Linked DNA regions of Mus musculus: region 1 is linked to region 2. A link is a contact called in public HiChIP or PLAC-seq data. All regions are on one chromosome and are shown on one strand. The core of a region is the stretch at or near the end of the contact, and the rest is flanking DNA. Distances in the headings are between cores, read along the strand shown.

The links. HiChIP or PLAC-seq counts read pairs in DNA pulled down with a chosen protein or histone mark.
Region 1: an H3K4me3 HiChIP or PLAC-seq map of intestinal villus epithelium shows a contact between it and region 2, with 5 read pairs. The contact joins two enhancer-like sites. A contact is called at or near these places in 1 of 484 Hi-C or Micro-C datasets (the N1E-115 cell line), 1 of 115 datasets of contacts at active chromatin or transcription factors (intestinal villus epithelium) and 1 of 9 other capture datasets (adipose tissue).

Annotation. Positions count from the first base shown.
Region 1 is chr1:126,729,762-126,733,587 of GRCm38.p6, forward strand. All of the region lies in intron 1 of Nckap5 (NCK-associated protein 5), which reads right to left. Among named protein-coding and RNA genes, the nearest start is that of Nckap5, 99 kb to the right of the region's middle. Within about 2 kb of position 2,095, at least 3 of the 459 cell types and tissues checked have an H3K27ac peak or open chromatin away from gene starts, as enhancers often do. A contact at or near this core is called in intestinal villus epithelium, where this site is marked.
Region 2 is chr1:126,592,273-126,596,251 of GRCm38.p6, forward strand. All of the region lies in intron 2 of Nckap5 (NCK-associated protein 5), which reads right to left. Among named protein-coding and RNA genes, the nearest start is that of Nckap5, 240 kb to the right of the region's middle. Within about 2 kb of position 1,334, at least 27 of the 459 cell types and tissues checked have an H3K27ac peak or open chromatin away from gene starts, as enhancers often do. A contact at or near this core is called in intestinal villus epithelium, where this site is marked.

The sequences.
Region 1 (3,826 bases), core at 845-3,344, 140 kb after region 2:
TGTGTGTGTGCGCGTGCGCGCGCGCGCGTACACGCGCGCAGAGAAATCCACTTGATATTGGAGCTCATCCTCCATTGTTCTTCCACCTGACTCAATGAGGCAGGGTCTTCCAGACAAACCCAGAGCTTGCCCATATGACTAGCCTCCCTAACCAGCTTCCTCCAGGATCCTATCTCCACTGTCTGGGGCTGGAATTGGAGGGTGGCCGACATGCCAATCTGGCATTTATGTGGGTTCTTGTGACCCAAACTCTGGTCCTATTGCTTCCATGGCAAGTGCTGTATCCACTGAGCCATCTTCCCAGGCCACTAAGTTGAATTTTAAAGTGTGTAAAATACAGTAACCACAGACAATGGAATGATTTGGGGTATCGTTTGAACAGGTCTGGATCAGGTCTACGCTTCCAGATTCAATTTACCAAATGAAGCGTGTAGTCTTTGTGAGGCAGTTTGTCAGACAGGCATTTGACAGTAACACTTGTTCCCACATTTCAGAAATAACAGCTCTTCCTTCATTCAACACCATCATATTCATAGCTGTGTTATTATCCAGGCTTATGTTCCAAAACGGGCTTGGGACTTTACTCCTGAACTCAGTCCACTGGATTCTCACAGTGCATCCAAAGTCAATTCAAAGGGCTCACTAATCCAGTAATGTTTATTTCTAAGAGGAGAGATCAGGTTTCTTAGTCTGAAAAATACCAGGATTAATTTATGGAACAATAGGGAAGTACCTTGTATAATTAAGGCTTCCAAACTGACAGGACGCAGTTTGTTAGACAAGTGTGTTTCGAGGCATGGTAAACGTGTGGGTCATGCTCTGTGCACCCAAGAGATGTATTCTTTCATCTGTTAAGGAAGTGCAGTTGGGAGTCTGAAATTCTAAAGGCATTTCACCTTGTAAGATTAGAAAATGGAGAAAGAATGCTCTTGTTGTGTTGCTTCTGTTTAAGCAGTCCGGTGACTTTGCCCAGTGTTCAGCCTAAAGCTTTCTGGCTGTTTAAATCTCTGGATGTGATTCAGTCGGTAGAACAATTGCTTAGCATGCATGAGGTCCTGGACTTGATCCCTTAGCACCACATACACTGGGCATGGCTGTGCATACCTGTAATCCCTGTACTTGGTAGGGGAAAACAGGGAGATCAGCAGTTCTAGGTCATCCCCTTGTATACAATGACTTTGAAGCTAGAACAGGCACTATGAGACCTTATCTAAAAAAAAAAAAAAACAAAACAAAAACAAACAAATAACCCAAAGAAACAAAAACAACCCAAACAAACAAACAAAACCCAACAAAGACCAGTTTTCAACATCTCAAACCAACTTTACACCCTGACAAAATACATGCCAGTCTCTGGTAGATCACCTCCACACAGGTAAGACTTTCTTGCACTGTTTAGGGGAAAGCTAACTTGTGTGTTCTTTATAAGTCTTATGGGTTTTTTGTTGGTGGTGGTGGTGGTGGTTTTTTTGTTGTTGCTGTTGTTTGTTTTTTGTTTTTGTTTTTGTTTTTGTTTTTCCAGATCACATCATCTGTAGAATTGTCACAACTCCATTCCAAGGCACATACCTTTGGAACACACAGAAATGTTTATGGATGGATTAACAGCTCAACCAATAGACAGATAGGCTTCTGTAGCCTTGTATGTATGTACATGCAGTGCAAACTGCAATCTGAGAATGAAGCTTAGTGGGTTCAGCGCTCACCGGCCACATAAAGCCTTGGATTCCATTCCCAGCACATAATAAACTGGGTGTAGTGATTCACAGACACTGCAACCCCAGCACTAGGAGTTGAAACAAATTGTCCAAGAGTTCAAGGTCACCCTTAGCTCTATAGCATAGTTTGAAGCCAGCCTAGGATACAAGAGGTCCTGTTTCAAAACTGAAAGATTTGTTTCCATAAAGCACTACTGCTTTGGTGAACCTTGTGTAGGGAACCAAATACTACTTATAATTTTAATTTTTAATCTGATCTCTCAGCTCTCAGTTGACCAAGAAGAACCTACAAACACTCAGGCCAAGAACATAAGTGAGCTTGACAGTCAGAGCCATAAACCTGAGCTAATCCACAGTAGATTCATGGATGAGTGATAGGAAATGGGTCTGTCTTTATGACCCACAGAGGCTGAAGGGCAAAACCATGAGCACCTGATCCATGGTACATGTGACACCAAAGGACTGGGCATTGGCTTCTGACAATTCTGAAGACACAAACATGTCACTGGTTCATCTGGCTGACACTTAGATGTGTTCACCTGACTTATCAGTGTTCTAGGACAGTTGGTCTCAGGCAGAGGTGAATGACCCACACTGCATTCCAGGTGAGCCTCTTTAAGGCAATCAGCCCTGTACACCCACAGAGAACCACACTGAGAGGTGAGGGGAGTCGCAGACTTGAATCTTGACTCTTCTTACTATCCATATGACCTGTGCATGGAATTCAGACTCTCTGAACATCAATTTTCTTCCCTTGGGTGTTCAAGTAAGAATCTTAGTGAGGTCACACATGGAAATCACACATGAGACTACACAACACTTAGCTGGGGAATCACTCCATCATGCTTGTAGGAAAGAAACAGTTTAATATGCTGTTACAGTGCCTACCAACCACACATCTATGCCTTTTTTCTTATCCTCTGACATGGACTGGGTGCCGTGCTGCGTTATGCACTAAATCACAGATTTTTCAGTTCATGATTCCAACCTCAAACTCACTAGAATCCAGTGGTAAATGTGGAAGAAGAGATTATTTTAAAACTTATTTTATATTGTGCATTAAAAATATTTATTGCACTTTAAATTATAGTGTGTGGGGGGGGCGCTTAAGCATGTGAATACATTTACCTGCAGGGGCCAAAGGAGGGTATCAGACCTCATGCAACTATAGCTAATGGTGGTTGTAAGCTCCCTGTTAAGATGCTAGGAACCAAACCCAGATCCCCCGGAAAAGCAGCAAGTGCTCTTAAGCACTGAGCTGTCTTACTATTTTAAATGGGGTTATAGCAATTAGGTGTCCGAGAGAGTCGGGCTCTCACCAGGTGCGATCACTTCACTGAATAGCAGCAAACACAGACAGAATGGCAGATGGGTGGAAAGACTGCAGACTCCTCCCAGAAGTGGGCGGGATACATGGCTTGAGCAAGGAGGAGAACTAGGAATGGTTCCAAGATAGTGTCATGAGAAATATCCAGACGGAGGAGTTTGGTGGGAATGGAGGAACTTGGGAAACAATATCCATTCGTGTACTCAATACACAATCTACTAAAGGCAGGAACACACACAGCAGGACTTAAGTTCATAGGAGTCTGCCCTGTGACCCACAAAGGCTGAGGGGTAAAACCAATGAGCACACTTAACCATGGGACACGGGACACCTGACTTATCCATGGGATGTGACACACCTGACTGTGGTGAGGGAGGGAAGAAAGCCTGGTCCTAGGATGGGGAGAACAAAGGTCTGGAGACAAATCAGGTGCAAAGGGAAGTGCCACTGGCCAACTTCAGGAGGATGAATGTGGAGAAGTACTGAGGAGCATTTCGATCCAGAACATTCTGCCACCAGATAGCAGCTCCCAATAGCAGAACAGTGAGCTCCATCTGTATAACCTGAGGAATCTCCTACTAAACCTGCAAAGGACTCCCACCTGGGAGATTCTGAATTCTTAAATCTGGAAAGGGGCATAGACGTGGAAAAGACAAATAAAGACCACAAATGATACACTTCAGTATGTGATACATACCTCATTCTGTGATAGTGTTGAAACTCTGTTTATATGAATGGGTATCTATATGGATAAGTGTGATACTTATGGGCAATTATTGCA
Region 2 (3,979 bases), core at 84-2,583:
TTACTTACGGAGCACGTGTATTGCATTAGATAGCTGAGTAATTCAGGTTAATTATGAGGATTTAGGACAGGCATAAGTTATCTGCCATTATATATAAGTGACTTGTGCATCCTGGGACTCAGGGATCCTTGGGGGGGGGTTGGAAATGTTTCCTTACAGACACCGATGGAAGCTACACATTCTCTCTCTCTCTGTCACTCTCTGTCTCTGTCTCTCTCTCTGTGTCTCTCTCTCTCTCTCTCTCTGTCTCTCTTCCTCCCTCCCTCCCCCCTCCCCTCTTTCTCTCTCTGATTGCTCCTCTATACTACATTTCCATGACCTCTGCAGCTGACATCAGTTCTCCTCTCTGAAACTATAAACCCCTCCAGGCCAACGTGTATTCCCTCTGCATTCACTCACTCCCATCTCATCACTACAGGGTGACTCACACTATCCGGTTAATGCTCCCAAAAGTGATTGGCTGACATCTAATAATGTCTCATATTGTTTGTCAACCTGGCAAGAGCTACAGTCACCAGGAAATCATCTGTGAGCGTGCCTGTAAGGGATTTCCTAGACCAGGTTAACTGAGGTGGGAAGAGCCACCCTGAGTGTGGGAAGCACCAGTGTATCAGGTGTAGCCCAAGACTGACTAGAAAACAGAAAGGGAACTGAACAGCAGGGTACATCTCTCTCTGCTTCCTGATGGTGGATGCCATGTGACCATGCCTGCCTCCAATGATGAACTGTATCCCCTACAACTGAAAGCCAAATAAACACTCTCTCTTTTAAGCTGCTTCTTGTCAGGGTCTGACTGCAGCAATGAGAGAAGGATCTAATGCAGTGTCACCGCACTGGTGCCACAGGCAGAAGTGTCAGGGTTACCAGTTGCAGGCAGAGCCTTCTGCCTGCCCATTTTGAGACCCAGCCTCTGCCAGGAGACAAACATGGCCAGTAGCTGCTTTGACTTGTTACAGAATCTGACCTTTGAGATAAGATCAGATATAGACCCCACCCTACACGGCAGCCTGGCATGAAGCCCAGCCGAGCCCAGCGGGGACAGAGCACAGCCACAGCCGAGGGGCAGAGCCAAGGCTGAGAAATAACTCTTGGCTATTGTAAGCTACCACAACTCCTGAGCTGCTACTACTGCAAAAGCTGGTATCAGGAATCCCTCTTGAAACCAAATTCTCCATAGAGCCAAGGCTCAGAGACCAGCCCTGCATCAGTTTGGTCCTAAAGGCACAGTCCTTTTTGACATGAGGTGACAGTTACAGAAGTCTGACCTTGGTACTGGCTGTCATGAAAGCAAGCCTCAGACCAGATCTCCCTACTCATATGTAAACATTTATTAAGTAAGCAAGCTCTGGCAAGCAGGCATAAAGAATGCTCCTCATTTCCTGTCGCCCAAGCTCAGGGGAAGGGCTGTCTGTCTGTCTTTCCAGTTCTCCACCCACTGCTTTTCATGAAAGGTAGAGAGCAAACATCTCAGAGGCTTAAGCTTGTTACCCGTTTTAGTCAAGAATTAAAATTCTCTGCAGAAGAGCCCATGGCAAAGGAGGCACAGGCATTTAGACTGAGGTACTCTCCCTGTAGGGGCAAGCCAACCCTTCCTGGACTTAGACCTTGTTTATACAACAACAGTGATTATGCCTAAACTGGATGGAACTAAGCCATATCTGTCAAAGACTTAACATGCTAAACTTTACCAAGGAGACTAATACTCATCAGTATAACTAGCAAGCCAGCAATTTCAGAGTTTTTTCTATTCTTAATTATGTATAGATGTGTGTATGTGTGTGTGTGTGTGTGTGTGTGTGTGTGTGTGTGTGTGTGTTTGGGTGTGTGGGTGTGGTGTGGGTGTGGTATGTGCACGCACACTCGTGCATGCATGCTTGTGGGTACCTGTAGAAGCTAGAGGTAGGTGTCAGAATCTCTGAAGCTGCAGTTCAGGTAGTTCAGTGGGGAACTGAACTAAGGTACCCTGCAAGAGCAGCAAGTGCTCTTAATGAGTGAAGCATCTCTGTAGTCTAGAGGCAACTGCACAAACTGCCAACATTTTCAGAGGCTGTGTGTCTTAGTCAGGGTTTCTATTCCTGCACAAACATCATGACCAAGAAGCAAGTTGGGGAAGAAAGGGTTTATTCAGCTTACATTTCCACATTGCTGTTCATCACTTAAGGATGTCAGGATTGGAACTCAAGCAAATCAGGAAGCAGGAGCTGATGCAGAGGCCATGGAGGGATGTTTTTTACTGGCTTGCTTCCCCTGGCTTGCTCAGTCGGCTCTCTTATAGAACCCAAGATTACCAGCCCAGAGATGGCACCACCCACAAAGGGCCTTTCCCCCTTGATCACTAATTGAGAAAATGCCCCACAACTGGATCTCATGGAGGCATTTCCCCAACTGAAGCTCCTTTCTCTGCGATAACTCCAGCCTGTGTCAAGTTGACACACAAAACCAGCCAGTACACTGTGGTACCAGTGGATAGAGTGATGGTCCTGGTATGTATGAAGTTAGCTACCATCCTGAGAACACTGCCTAACTATCCATGGAATGAAGATTTTCAGTGAAGAAATTTGGAGGCTCTAAAAGTTGAGTAGCTTAAAATGGTCTGTCTTCAGAGGAAGAAAAGGAGCTGAGAAGAGAACATATTAGATAAGCTTGTCATCCCAGGCAGGGTTGAGGGCAGAGTCTGCAGAGACAGGCTGTCTGAGGACATGTGCAGAGTTGAGCAAGTTCAGATGGAAGAGCTCAATGAGCAGAGATGGATAGCAGGACGAGGAGATAAACAAATCAGAGGATGGGCCTAAGGCGGGAACCATTCAAACTGGAAGACACAGAGTATCCAGGAAGCAACAGCAAGGCAGGCACATTCCACCAAAGTTTTAACCCTCTTGGCAGGAATGAGGTGTTTCGAATAAACCTCACTCCTGGCTCCTTACTTGAGGATCAGACAATTGAAACAATTAATCTCAACGAATTTGAATTCTCCCCAACCCCAGCAATCTCATGCTATAAGAAGGAAAAAGGAGATACCTGGGACCAGTCAGAGAAGAAACAACTTGTCAGATGAACTTGCAGGGGGCAGTGGAGCAGTCCATGATGGATCCGTGATGGGCAGAGCCACACCTAGACCAGGACTGCTCATCTAGGCATATATAGTGCCCTCTGTTTAAAGCTAAGCCTCAAGTCGGGATAGCAATGGTGTGTCCCTTTTTCTGCTTCTCTTCCCAGCGTGGTTACATTGGTTGCATACTCCTTTCTCCACCCTTCATTGTTATTGTCTATTTGACTGGCTACTGAAGACAGGGCTGTCAGAGCCCAGGCTCTGGCCTTGACAACTCTGGTTACAGAAGCAGACACATGCCTGAGTCCCTGGGGCAGGCACTGTGATCACCACAACCTCCATGTCGACCTTCTCCACCTGGCTAACTTCACCCTGTGTGTTACCTGGCAGCCCCCAACAGACACCAGGCTTTCCCATTCACTTTAAAGTGGTAGAGTTGAAGACTTGGTGACCTCAAAGGCCATCTGAGTTTGTGCTATTTGTCTGGAACTGAGCACTGTGTGATGAATAAGAACTCAAGGACATATGCCAATCCTTGGGACTTAGGACACAGAGGTAGCATTAGGGACCATCTATGGTAACAGAACTACTTTGGGTGGCTTCCAAGAAAGATCAACGATCTTCTCAATATCATGACATTTTTAAAATCATAATTTAATCACAATTTAAGACCTACATAAAATGCAATAAGTTCTTAAAAGCTGCACAACACAGACACACAGATAAACACAGAGAGACACACATACGACTCCCGATGCTATTTATGAAGTAGGAATCACACCAGGCCTAACAGACGCAAGCTAGAGATCTGTAGACACATCGATTCCATCGGTGATCTATTTGCACACACCCCTGGGACTCAAATTAAGGTGTCACTCTAAACTGAGCCGGGCTTTTGATTTTCTGAGATCAAAACACTTCATGTCGGAA